Linked DNA regions of Arabidopsis thaliana: region 1 is linked to region 2. Evidence: chromatin contacts called from public capture Hi-C data. All regions are on one chromosome and are shown on one strand. Each heading gives the region's core, a stretch centred on a gene start, on an enhancer-like site or on the middle of the called end of the contact. The rest is flanking DNA. Distances are from core to core; before and after follow the strand shown.

Region 1 (7,169 bases), core at 3,188-5,687, 80 kb before region 2:
GCTAGATTCTGTGCACTCAGATTTGTGGGGATCACCCAATGTGCCTTTTAGCCTCGATAAAATGTCAGTATTTTCTCACGTTGACTGATGACTGGTCTAGGAAGGTTTGTATATATTTCCTCAGAACCAAAGATGAAGCGTTTGATGCGTTTGTACTGTGAAAGAAGATGGTTGAGGTTCAGAGTGAGAGAAAGGTGAAAAGGTTGCGTACTGATAATGGTCTAGAATTCTGCAATCACAAGTTCAATGACTTCTGCAAACAAGAAGGAATGGTGAGACACAGGACATGCACCTATACATTGCAACAAAACGGAGTTGCTGAAAGACTTAAGAGGACTATAATGAAGAATGTGAGAAGCATGCTGAGTGAGAGTGGTCTTGGTTAGAAGTTCTGGGCTGAAGCAGCTTCAACGTCTTTGTACCTAATTAATAGAACAACATCATCAACGATTGATTTCCAGATCCCAAAAGAGAGATGGACTTCAGCTATTCCAGACATGTTAGGACTCAGAAGATTTGGATGTCTAGTGTTTATTCACTCAGATGAAGGGAAACTGAATCCTAGGGAAAAAAGAGGCATCTTCACTGGTTATCCCGAAGGCGTGAAAGGTTTTAGAGTATGGTTACTAGAAGATCAGAGATGCATGATTAGCAGAAATGTGGTCTTCAAGGAGAAAGTGATGTACAAAGATGTTATAGCTCAAGAGAAATCAGGTATGTCCTCTAACCCGTTTGATTTATCTACTGATGAGTGTGCTTGTTAAAATGCAGGAACAGATAGAGCGAAGAAGGACTCATTGTAGAGTGGAGCTATTGTTCAAGGTGGAGAAACCACACCTGAACAGAATACTAACGAGACAACAACAGATGAGATTGAGCTAGAAGAAGTTGCTGGGTATGCTTATTTAGTCATTGAAGATGGAGGAAAGTCAGAACAAGGAAGTTTTCAGGAAGCTTTAGAAGATGCTGATCAAGATAAATGGATCAAAGCGTCAGATGAGGAGATGGAATCTCTCATGAAGAATAAAACCTGGATATTGGTGGAAAGGAACAAACAACAGAAACCTATTGGTTGTAAGTGGGTGTTCAAGAGGAAGGCTGGAATAGCAGGAGTTGAGGGTCCCAGGTTCAAGGCCAGACTTGTAGCTAAAGGGTATTCACAGAAAGGGAATAGACTATCAAGAGATCTTTTCCTCTATAGTGAAACATGTCTCCATCAGATTTTTACTGAGTATGGTAACTCATTTTGACATGGAGCTTTAGCAAATGGATGTCAAAACGGCGTTTCTCCATGGATTTTTGGATGAAACAATATTCATGGAGCAGCTAGAAGGCTCATTGATGAGAAGAATCTAGATAAAGTGTGTCTGTTACAAAGATCTCTGTATAGCTTGAAATAATCACCCAGACAATGGAACACCAGGTTCAATGATTTCATGGAGGCTCATAACTATGAGAGGAGCTCATACGACAGTTGTGTGTACTTTAAGAAATATGCAGACGGTGATTATGTGTTCATGTTGCTATACGTAGATGACATTCTTATTGCCTCCAAGAATATGAAGCATGTAAGTGAACTCAAAGCACTGTTGGGATCTGAGTTTGAAATGAAGGACTTAGGTGAAGCAAAGAAGATCTTGGGTATGGAAATAGACAGAAACAGACTTAAATGTACCCTTTCTATCTCTCGGGAGGGTTATCTTTCAAAACTATTGGGAACGTTTAACATGGATCAGTCTAAGCTTGTTTTAATGCCAGTGGGAATACATTTCAAGTTGAGGTCTGCTACAGATGAGGAAGCTAAGAGTCAGTATGAATCAATGAGAGCTGTTCCATATCAAAGCGTAGTGGGAAGTCTCATGTATGCCATGATAGGTACAAGACCAGACTTAGCACACTCTATTGGTCTAGTTTGCAGGTTTATGAGTAAACCACTTAAAGAGCATTGGCAGGGAGTCAAGTGGGTTCTCAGATATATTCAGGGTTCACTCAAGCGAAAGTTATGATACAGTAACAAAGGGGATTTCATAATTTTAAGGTTACTGTGTTTTAGATCATGGTGCAGATCAAGATGGGAGGAGGTCAACTTCAGGAGTGGTATTCACTGTAGGTGGGTAATGTTGTTAGTTGGAGGTCTAGTCTATAGAAAGTGGTAGCATTGTCATCAACAGAAGCTGAGTGTATGGCATTAACAGATGCGTCTAAGGAAGCAGTTTGGTTGTTAGGGCTCATGAATGAGCTTGGTTTTGAGCAAGAAGCAGTGGATATTTACAGTGACTCGCAGAGTGCCATTGCATTAGCTAAAAATATAGTCCATCATGAATGGACGAAGCATATAGAGATCAAGTATCACTTCATTAGAGAGCTGATCTACAATGGCTTAGTAAGAATGAAGAAGATTGCTATAGAAACCAATCCTGCTGATATCTTCACGAAGGTCGTACCGGTGGGCAAGCTTCAGGAAGCTCTAGAGTTGCTCAGAGTTACTGAGAACTAAGAAGAGGGGTTAAGTCCCAAGACATGAAGCTGAGTGGGTTTACTCAGGAGATAAGTAGTTGAGTGAGTGTACTCAAAGTTTAAAAGTTGGTTAAGTTGAATCAGGTTCGGAGGTGGAGTCAAGAACTAAGTCACGTCATTAGGGTCAAGGTGGAGAATTGTGAATAAGTGACCCCAATGCTATTAATATCCTAAGTATAGGAAAGACTCGAAACAAGAAAGAGGGTATTCGGTTTTGGGTTAGTCAAATTTAGCACATGGGACCCACACGTGAGTACGAATAAAGTTGAGAATCAGCTTTATAACCCGAGCTCTGTTTTCTTCTGTGATTGATTCGTTTTGTAACAGAAAGTAGAGAGAGAGAGAAGAGATAGATTCTTGTAACCGAGTAACAATCTTTGTGGCTTAGTGGATTCCGGAGAAAGCCTCCGGCGAGACGTAAGGTTCCGATTTGGAGTCTGAACTCATAAAATCGTCTGTCTTATTTCTTTCTTGTAATCAAACGAGTGACGAGAGTGATCGGGGAGCTATAGTGAGTTGCGAATCAAGTCCGATTTGTACAGAAATGCTAGTAATTAGAATTATTAATTAATTACTAATAATTAATACCAATGATATTCTTTGTAAATAAGTTCCAACTTGAAGATTTATTTCATAAAAGTGTTGCAAAAATGTATATATAGATTTGATTTGAAAGTTGCCTAACTTGATTTTAAGCAAACAATTTATTGTTCCATGTATTTTCTCCTAATCTAGTATTCCAATCAAATCATGATAAGCTCATGGCTAAGAATTGGATTGACATAATTTAAATAACAAATGTATAACTAACTACTCATTTGCTTTAAAAGTTTTCAGATGAAAGAGAAAAATCGATGCAAAAATTAAACAGTCTTTTAGGTCAACACTTTTAGGTTTCTCTCTTTGCATTTGTATATAGCCATATTGGAGAGAATGTCGTATATTGAATTTTTTGGTATATCTAACGTCTCAAAAGACCATTACTTACAAAAATATGCATGTCATTATTAATGTTATCACTTTATCATAAAGCACAAAAAGACCATATCGTGTAGACAAAAAAATGTAATAATAAGAAAAGACTAAGTTACAATTACTAAACTAAGAAAGATGAAGTAGCAAACAACTAAGTTGCAATACACAAAAATTTCTAGTTGTTATCAAATAATGACTACTAAAAAAATAGCAAAATAAGAAAAGTAAAATGAAAATAGTGTTTGATACATAAACATAAGTTTTTATATTTTTTTTCTTTTAAATGAAGATATTTAGTTAAGAGTGGAATAAATGGATGATTCAATGCAATGTGAAAATTTTAATTTTTGAACACTAAGTTCTGTTGTTTTTTAATGATATTAATAAGTTGTTCAAAAAAAATTGATATTAATTGAGAATGACATTGTAGCACTCACTAGTGTCATGATGTTTTATTCATATGTAGAGAGTCGGCCAACTTTCATTTATATGACTATATAAGATGTTATACAATAGTTTTAGGTAAACAAAACACTCAAGGAGATATATTAAAAAACTCTAAATATTCCAAATAAATAAATAGAATGAAGTATAGAGAAATTTCTTCCTAAAGTAAGAATTCATTAACGAAAAATCAAAAAGAAATATACACCGTGATCTGATTTAATCAAACGAGGTTTCCTAATTAGATACTACTGTCCACTTCATGATTGCCCTTTACCTACCAATTAACCCGGTTAAGCAATTTTGTCTGATAAAACTTTATTGTGTTATTATCAAAAAAGACTATTATAGTAATGTTGATTGTTGAAAAAATAAAGAAAATAATTGATCATGAGCTGTATTGCATTGTAGTTCAAGATATAATTAGTTTAATTATGTGAAGAAAAAAAAAATGTTATATATTGTTTGATAGTTCAAGTCTTCAAGATATTTATGTATGTGGGAAATATGGAAAATCACATTATTAGCCATACGAAACAAATGAGTCACGAGACATAAGAAGACAAAGAGACAGAGTCACAGACTATTCGTCTTCTACCTTCTTCTAACTCACTTCATTTTCACCAAAACCAACAAATATATTCTTCTCACTTTCCGAGCTTTCCAGTTCAACTATGGCGGCTCCGATCATACTTTTCTCTTTCCTTTTATTCTTCTCTGTCTCTGTCTCGGCACTTAACGTCGGTGTTCAGCTCATACATCCCTCCATTTCCTTGGTTAGTCAACTCTTAACCGGTCATGATCATTGATATATCTTTTTTGGTTTAGATCCGGTTTATACTGATAGGTCACTTGGTTTTGAATTGTCTTGGTAGACTAAAGAATGTAGCCGGAAATGTGAATCAGAGTTTTGTTCAGGTGAACAATCTCTAACTCTAAGCTTGGTAATAAATTCACATATGTCTGAAAATTTTTGTATAAACATGACCAAAAGAACGTGTAAAATTGGACAGTGCCTCCATTTCTGAGGTATGGGAAGTACTGTGGACTACTTTACAGTGGATGTCCTGGTGAGAGACCTTGTGATGGTCTTGATTCTTGTTGCATGAAACATGATGCTTGTGTCCAATCCAAGAATAGTAATTATTCACATACACTCTATATCTAGTCCCACTTTTACCTTATATTTCATATAAAAGTGTTACAATTTTGATTAATTTTTGTTTTTATGCGTAGATGATTATCTAAGCCAAGAGTGTAGTCAGAAGTTCATTAACTGCATGAACAATTTCAGCCAGAAGAAGCAACCGACGTTCAAAGGTAACAAATGCGACGCTGATGAAGTGATTGATGTCATCTCCATTGTCATGGAAGCTGCTCTTATCGCCGGCAAAGTCCTCAAGAAACCCTAACTATTTATATATATTTTTCTATATTTCTAGTTACAATTGTTTCCCTTTTTTTCCCCCTCAGGACATTTGTCTTAATTTATCAAAATACTATTAAGTAATACTATAGCTTTTTTTTTTTTGTCAAACTTAGGCCTTGTTAGAGGACTAGTGTAGGTGCCAGTGAATCAGCAATAGGGTCTCGAGGAATTAATAAACGGTCAAGGTGAACGGATATATAGGTTTTTTGGTCTCCAAGCGTTATTTACATGGTGGCATTGTTACATTGAAGTTATCTACACAATTGCATAAATACTTTCAATTTTGTTAAAAGGGAATGTAATAAGGTAACCCATCACTTAGCTAGATTAACCTATAATCAACCATTGTTCTTAGCTGATTCTGTTTCTCCGCCTCTTTGGCTCAAAGAACTTCTGTATATCGATTCTTCAAATTAATACAATAAGTGTTTAGACGGAAAAGAAAAAATTATGGTTTTAGAAATGGGAAATTAGAACTCTATGTACTAAGGTACAACAATCAGGGGAATAATCACTCTTAATGAGAAAAGTTCGAAGATACGTTAGAGCTGATTAGCTAAAGTCTTCCAATATCAAACTGTGGAGACTAACTTGAGGAGAAGGCCCAATATTATATCGGTCTTCCAAAAGTTGTGTTTCTTTTTTGTTGTTTAACTTGTTACTAAAGTTACTTTGGTTGATTGGTTATTACTTATTACATATCATGATAACAATTAGTTACATAGTTTTCGTTGCTTGATTGCTATTATATTGTGAGACCGGTCATGAATTGGCTATACCTGGTAAGTTATTTGGCTCTAAACTTATAAATCCAACTTGCTTTATGATATGGGTCAAATTAATCCTAAGACCACTCTCTCAAATAAGAGATCGATTGTAGTACTTTAGGGTCGAATTTCACAAAGCTCTCAGATCACACAATAGACTAAGGTTTCGAATTAAGCTAAACAAATAGATTATAAAATAAAAGACAAGACAAGAAAGCAATAAAAGAGATTGAAGGTTCAGATGATTAAAACGTCGGGCTTAGAGAAATTCTCAAGAAATATCAAAAATAGTAGATCTAGCAGTAAATTAGGAATATTATCGAATCATCCTAGAACTCATATCACTAATATAGTCTAACCGGTGGTGTTCCGCGAAACTTACTATGCTTAATAGTATTGATCCCAGCTCTCTTGTAAATCCCTAGAACTAAGCAAGCATTATAATCAAGTTTAATAAGTCTAAGTAATCGACGCTAGCAGGCATCTAAATACTAGGCTCATCTAAGATAATTCGAGTAATAGATAAATATGGTGGGCATACCTATTAACCTAAAATCAGGTTCTAGTTAATTACTCTAGAACTAACATTAAAAACAATCTAAGATGAAGAATTCTAAATACATTATCTTAACAGGGTTTTCGATCTACTAATTCATCCAAATCCCTAATTGAGAATCCCTAAACCTAACAAGAGAACTACTCAGACATGATTATCAAAGAACAAAACATGTTTGAATAAGAAATCAATGTAAGAAACAATAAAAGAATAGAGTTTAGAAAGATCTTCTCTAAAGGGAGTCTCCACAGGGTTTTGCTCCCAAGTACATAATAGAGAATAAGAGTTAGGTCTAAACAATGACCATAAAAATCAATATATAAGTTTCTAAAACGTGATGGGCCTTCTTTAAAAATAAGGGAAAGTTCTAGGCCAACTTTGGAAATCTTCAAAACATCAATAAGTTGTGCAATTTAATTGCCATCAGGTATTGGTGTCGCTTGACATCAATAAGTTCTACGTGCATTTTCGTCTCCGGGTT
Region 2 (7,105 bases), core at 697-3,196:
TTTGAGACGACGCCATTGTTCAGCGTCAAGGTCACGGAACTCTTTCTGATCCCACCACATGCGGCCTTGTGTGGCACAGTACTTGGCTTCCACAGAAGCTTGGCAACCATCTATGTGGAATCCTTTGTAAGATGCAACGAAAGGTGCATTGGCCCAATTGGTCTTCTCTAAACCGCCTCTCGTGGCCCAATCATCCGCGTTCCAAAGGCTTGAGTAAAGCTTCATTGGTTGGTTGAATGGGAAACGTACTCCTAGATCCTTAGCATTCTTGAACGTTCGGATTGGTATGTTGTCAACAAAGAATCTGATCAAAGAAAAATCAATTTTTAGTAAACCACACCGGTTTACAACACATGACTCTTAGAGTTTAGTTAAATTTTGAATACCCCACAATAAAGACTAATGAGTGAGTCACTTATGTTACCTATCCACGTAGTCTAGCTTATTTGAACATTTAGAAAATCTAAAAGCTGAAAAAGTCTACAACTTTTTGACTCAAGAGTCTCTGTCTAAGATAATCTTACAAGACCCCACTACTTTTGATAAGATCAAGATTTTTGGCCACCCCAAGGTTAAGAAAAATAATACTAATAATTTGAAACTGCACCGAATATGAAAAAAAAACAATAATTATCACTAGTAGGACCATGTTAATTCTGACAACTTTTCACTATATAATAATATACGAAAAAGTGTAATGTAAGTAAGTGTGAAGGATAGAATTATTCATACACGATCTGGTACATGTTCCAAAGGATTGAGTAAGTGTGATAAGCCTTAGAAGGATCAAACCAGAGATAGATTCGTTGTTCTCTGTTTCCCTTTCCTCCTGTGAATACATTTGTCTGTAATATAGCTGGTTGTCCTGTTCTGTTTCCAAGGAACTCAAAGTCTATCTCGTCATGCTCATTGTTGGTAGATGATAGCTTCACACAATTTATTTGTAATAAATATTGTTAATCATTTAAATTTGATCTAAGTATTATTAGTGACTAGTGAGAGAGACTTACATAGAAAGCTGTGACAACTCCGGCTGTGTCACCAGCTGGAAGCTTTATGTGCATACTAAAATGTCCAAACAAATATGACCCCTTTGATTGAAATCCTGTGCCTGTTTTTATACACATGTAACATAGTTAGTGAGTGAGTGTACCTAAGATCTTGGGGCCTAATGAAAGATAAAAGTAAGGTGTTTTATACATTTTTACAAAACAAATCCTAAATAAATTGATTTGTAAAATAATAGATATGACTAATGCTATTTACTTAATCTGTGAAATGAAATGTAGTTTTAAACTCAAGAAAATTTAGCCCTTAAAAATAATTATCACTAGTAGGACCATGTTAAATCTAAATATATTTTTACAAAACAAAGCCTAAATAAAATTTAAATATATTGAGTTGTAAAATAATAGAGATGATTAATGCTAATTACTTAATCTGTAAATGAAATGTAGTTTTAAACTCAAGAAAATTTAACCTTTAAAAATTAAGCTTTAGCCTATATACCAAATAAAAAATGGGAATATCAAAACTTGCATTGTGATCATTAGGCAGAGATTTGGTAATAGTAATTGTACCAGTGTATTTGTCGAGGATAAGCTGAAGTTCGGAACCGCCATTGAACTGTTTCTGGTGGTCAAAAGCCCAAGTTGGGACGTAGTTACGACCAAATGGTACATCAATGGCCTTGCGTGGAGGAATAGCCATTACCATTGTTGAAGAAACCATTAGAAAGAGAGCCATGAGAGCCCATGGAGATGAAGAAACAGTCATGGTTGTGTTTTAGAAAGAGATAGAGAGAAATGATGATGATGATGATGATGATGATGGTGAGAGAAGCTAAAGGGGTGTGGTTGGCTTTATATAAGGACGACTTGTTTCTTGGGAGGTTCTCTTTTTATTTACGATAATAATGTTTTAAAAATTCTAAATTTTTATTCAAGTTTCTCGGACCTTTCTATTATTTATTTTTGTTTTTAGTAGTTTTGTAACAATGGCTTACAACTGTAATATGGACATGATACGTACAGCTATACAGCTTTCACAATCAAACTCTTATTTGAATTTGAAGTATTATTTGGTAAAGAATGAGTATTAGTGATTCTAGTTTTGGTTAGAATTTTGTTACCCAATCTAAACAAGTAACCAATTCATTCAGTAGCAACCAAAAGCTTTTTGAATAATATTGTTGTTTTTAATTTTTCAATAGCGTGTTTTCATTTGTTCTGTGATTTCTGTATTTTCTGTCAAAAATTTAAAAATGATATGAATTTAACTTTTTACCAAAAAAAAAGTAACCAATTCATTAATAACATTTTACTTAGTTGCTTTGTAAATGTCAAAACATTAACTATTAGGAACTTGTAGTTTCATACTGTTTAGATAATTTTGTTTATTATCTAGATCGGATTAAGCAAGCATCTTGATCAAATTATATAATGAAAAATTAATACTAAGTGATCAACTTTCTTTTTTGCACAAACTTAATTATATTGCTCAAATGATGTTCTAACCATACAAACTTAGACATAGTTTTGCAATAAAATCAACCACAACATTAGATAACCGAGGAAAAAATTAGCACACAAAACTAGAAAAATAGTTGATATTTAATAGAATATCTTCCAAAATACTGTGAACTTCCCAAAAACATTTAAGTGATGAACTTATTGATAACGATAGCTAAAAATTGTTTTAAAAAAAAAAGTTTTGGTTTTCAAAATGGAAAACATTTCCAACATGTTATGGTATTCCAACTCTCTACTATCAAAATATTAGAAGATTACAAACCAGAAATGTAGAACTTTATCATACATAGAAGAAAAAAAAATGATATCTAAGCAAAATAATAGAAGTTCATTAAAAGGAAGGATTATTAAAAGTAATTGTCGGACACCACAAGGGTGGCTCCATGTGTCCTCTCTACTCTATGCGTTTACGATTATACATATATCATCATCTCTCTTCATTTATTTATGCGTTCATTTAATTATACCTGATTTCATTAATTATCTTTAATGTCGGAGCAAATTGTCACTTTTTTGTCCGTCCCCAGGTTCTCTCTCCGCCAATTATGGTCCAAGACTTTTTGACATACATACATTTTCTATATTTTTCTTTCTAAATAATTAAATCCAGAACATATTTTTAGGGTCCGACCTATGCAGGTTCTAACTATATTAAAATAAAAATTTAGTTTCTACTCCTATAAGTTTACTGTTTACAGAGATTCGTTGATTTTGCCCTATTTCGTCGATTTTTTTTTAAAATTATTATTTTTACTAAAATTTTATGGTTTACCACTTTTAATATTAAAAAATATACAAATTTTGGATTTGTTTGGTAAAAGTATATACTTTATACCAAATACTAAATTTTAAGAACAATTACAACTAACTAACCTAAATATGACGATAAAACACATATTAAATTATATTTTTGTAGGTTAAAAATGATAAAATCCACAAACTATTCAAAAAGAGGCAAAATCCACAAATGCCATCCAAAAAAATAGAAAATCCATAATTGATTCCTTTTAACATCAACCAATTAAAAATGAACTTAATTATTAATCTATTTCTTTTTAATAATATATTTTCTAAAATTTTAAAACAAATAAAAAAAATAGTAAAAGTTAAGTATAAATGTATTATTTTTTGTGATTTACAATTTCTTATTGTTCTAAACCAATAGTATTTAATTATTTTTCTTGAAATTTAATAAATGTTGCATTAGAAAATAATACAACATTTTCAGCCAATACACATAATTGTTAAGAAAAATATTTGATAGAAAAAAATAATAATAAGAAACAAAAAGAGTATTATCTTTCAGCCAATACACATAATTGTTATTTTTCTTCTTAATACAAACTTTCTTTTGTTTTGTCATCTGAATTTTTTAACTGAAATTTGCTGAAAAACCAAACTACAACACAATCCAAACAAGAAAAATTAAACGAATAGGCAAAATTAAAGTACTCGGAAACAAAACCGAAGGAAAACGAGAGTTCTCTGGGATCAAAGGCCTATGCAAGGAAAACATAAGTACTAAAGTTACAAAGCAAAAAAAATTAAACCGAAATCGGAAGAAATCGAAACCATATAGTAGGCAAACTAACTTTAATCCAAAGAAGAAAACTAGGACCACTCAAGCAAATCAACATTTTCTTTACAAGAACCTGTAAATGAAGATTACCATGGTTGCCTACTACCAATCGACCGATAACATATGTCCCCTCCTATCACAATGACAATTGTAATTACGCACAAAACAACTAAATATCTAATTTTATAGTGGTAGATTAAAAGAGATTTTGTAGGTTAGTACACGTGAGCTGCTCTAAAAATGTATGGATAACAGATTGATTCATGGATATGATATTGTAATTAATAATAGATAAAAAAAGATTAGTTTTATTATAGATATCTATCTTCTTATTTTATGATGTGTAAGAAACTAAATTTTGAAAGTATTTTGTGTTGAAATTAATTTTAATATTAAAGTATTTCATATTTTTATATCTTTTCTTACAAACTTACCTATAAAACCTATGATCACAAGATTGAAAGGGTTAAAATTGACCTTCCTAGAAATGATAGAAACTGTTAGCGAAAACTTGCAAAATGTTAGAGCAACTCCACCAATGGTTTCTAAACATAAATCTCTTATTTTAGAGAGATAAATTTTATTATAAAAAATATGTGGGTTTCTTGATTAGTGAAGAAATCATCTCCAAAATACCTTATATAAGAAATTTTGGAGAGAATTTCTAACCATTCAAGAAACCCACATAATTAAATAATATTATTTTTGTTGTTTTAATGTTAAGAAACTTATATTTAGAAACCATCAATGGAATTGCTATCAAGCCATGTATAGAATGTATTAACCGGCTTTGTCATTCTTACATTGTTTTCTATAATACATGGACATTAAGCAGGTTTCACTCTGTTGATTTGCTTAGATAAGATTTATCATGAAAAAATGTTTGTATATATAGATCAGATACGACATGATGTTAGACGCATAGATCTGTTTTATAAGCAAGTTTCATTGTGTTGCATAGATCAAAGAAGTGATATTTTATGAATCGATGCATGCATATCTTCCTTATGTTATTATAGTTGGGAATCTACCGAATGGAGACGTGGATTCAACTGCTGATTAAGTATTTTTTTGGTTTAAATATATATATATATATATATATATATATATATATTTTGTTACTATTCAGACATATACTAGAAGCTAATTTTGTTTTTATTAATGCATGTCTTGATTGGGACTCATACTAAATTGATTAAAATTAATATTTTGGATGATTGTTAACCAAAAAAAAACAAAAAAAAGAAAGAATATTGAGTGACCTATCTAGATTGGCCATATCGTATCAGTTATTTAGATGTGAATTAGTTTTTAACCTTGAATTTTTTATTTTGATAACCTTGGGTGATTATGGCCGGCATCTAACTGCGGGTACATGACTATAATCCGGTCCAACCACGAACGACTTATTTAAATTGCTTTGTAAAGACCAGACAACACAACCATCCGGCAACATAGACGGCTCCAACACTGGTTCCCAACTAATATTCATGTGATTTTTGTTTCTAGTGAAGTTTAAACCCATAAACATTAAATATACACAATGACTGAGGTCCAACTACCACTAAGCTCGGAGTAAAAAAGTGAACTTAAAATTTTTATTTCTGTAAGAATTGTGCACTTTCTCAATATCATTCTATCAAAACTTCAATCTACAATTGCATAGGGACATGGCCGGTTGCACTATTTTACTATACATTTTGGGGAAAATGCACCTTTAAGCATTCGTTCTTTTTGTGTGGAGCTTATTAAAGAAGCATATGGGTAAGCTAATCTCATGATCAATACAAACACTTAATGCATGGTTAAACGATACATGTCGGTGACAAAAGATGAAGGCAAAAGCTCGTGATGTTGCTGTTGACATCTAGACGAAAGACCTAACATCCAATGATAACGACATGATGAATCTATCACTATCCTAACTTGCTATTGTTGTCTCATCATACCTTCCACATGTAGTTTTCCCGATGATTGACTCCATTATTAATTATTACCCTGAGATAAGACCATCCACGATGGACTCATAAAATCACGAGCCAAGTGGATTCTTAATTATGTCTGGTCACCTCTATAATTTTGTCATTAATCTGGTAGGTATTAAATATTCAAGTTTTGTTTTTTTAAAAGAAAAAAATAAAAATTGTATCTTATCTATAGTTGGGAAATGATCTTCATTCGTTTAGACTTAAAACTTAAAAGGACGTTTTAAGTTAATATTGTGTCAAAATAATAATATATTACGAAATTATTATACACAATGTGTTGCATAAAAGTTAGCACGAAAGATTCGTACCGAACCGCATTATGTGACATACGTAAATAATATCCCACGAAATTGGTTATTTTGAGTTCTAATTTATATTGGTTGACAAAAAAAATGTGTTGCATAAAAGTTAAAATTCTAGTTTTTTACACATATATGAAAAAAATGAAAAAAGTATTTTCAGTTTATTAATCATTTTATATAAAACAATACGGTTGTAAATCAAATAATAATTATATATGACTGCATTAGAAAATATCATGAATCGACACTAAACCTACAAAACATCTTCTAATACCAAAAAACAATCCAAAACATCACATAGAGCATAGAACATAGAACATAGAACATAGAACATAGAACATAGAACATAGAACATAGAACATAGAACATAGAACATAGAACATAGAACATAGAACATAGAACATAGAACATAGAACATAGAACATAGAACATAGAGCATAGAACATAGAGTGATATTTTTCCAAAACAGAAAAGGTAATAAAACCATAAAGAAATTAAGAAAAAAAATGTAATGACGCATTTTTAAAATTTCATTGGTTAGGTGCACGTTCGGATCAAATTTAAATCATACAATATAACTTTGTGACAATCAAATGATAGGGCGACGACACCCTCATGCATCTGTATTTATTGTCATATGGCTTTCCAATTTATATTATGAAGTATTATTATGTAAGCTAGAAGACATGTATATTTATTATACTT

The links. Capture Hi-C pulls out chosen DNA fragments and counts their contacts.
Region 1: a capture Hi-C map of seedling shows a contact between it and region 2, with 3 times the contacts expected there. The contact joins the promoter of PLA2-ALPHA here to the promoter of XTH4 in region 2. A contact is called at or near these places in 4 of 26 Hi-C or Micro-C datasets (callus and root), 1 of 2 datasets of contacts at active chromatin or transcription factors (shoot) and 2 of 3 other capture datasets (seedling and shoot).

Annotation. Positions count from the first base shown.
Region 1 is chr2:2,840,654-2,847,822 of TAIR10.1, reverse strand. PLA2-ALPHA (Phospholipase A2 family protein) reads left to right here and starts at 4,437. Exons shown (of 4, transcript NM_126670.3): 1 at 4,437-4,712; 2 at 4,812-4,854; 3 at 4,950-5,075; 4 at 5,173-5,803. The coding sequence starts at 4,611. The coding sequence ends at 5,348. It also overlaps the pseudogene AT2G06930.
Region 2 is chr2:2,758,290-2,765,394 of TAIR10.1, reverse strand. It overlaps XTH4 (xyloglucan endotransglucosylase/hydrolase 4), which reads right to left and starts at 1,946. Exons shown (of 4, transcript NM_126666.4): 1 at 1,581-1,946; 2 at 1,011-1,111; 3 at 733-926; 4 at 1-304. The coding sequence starts at 1,776.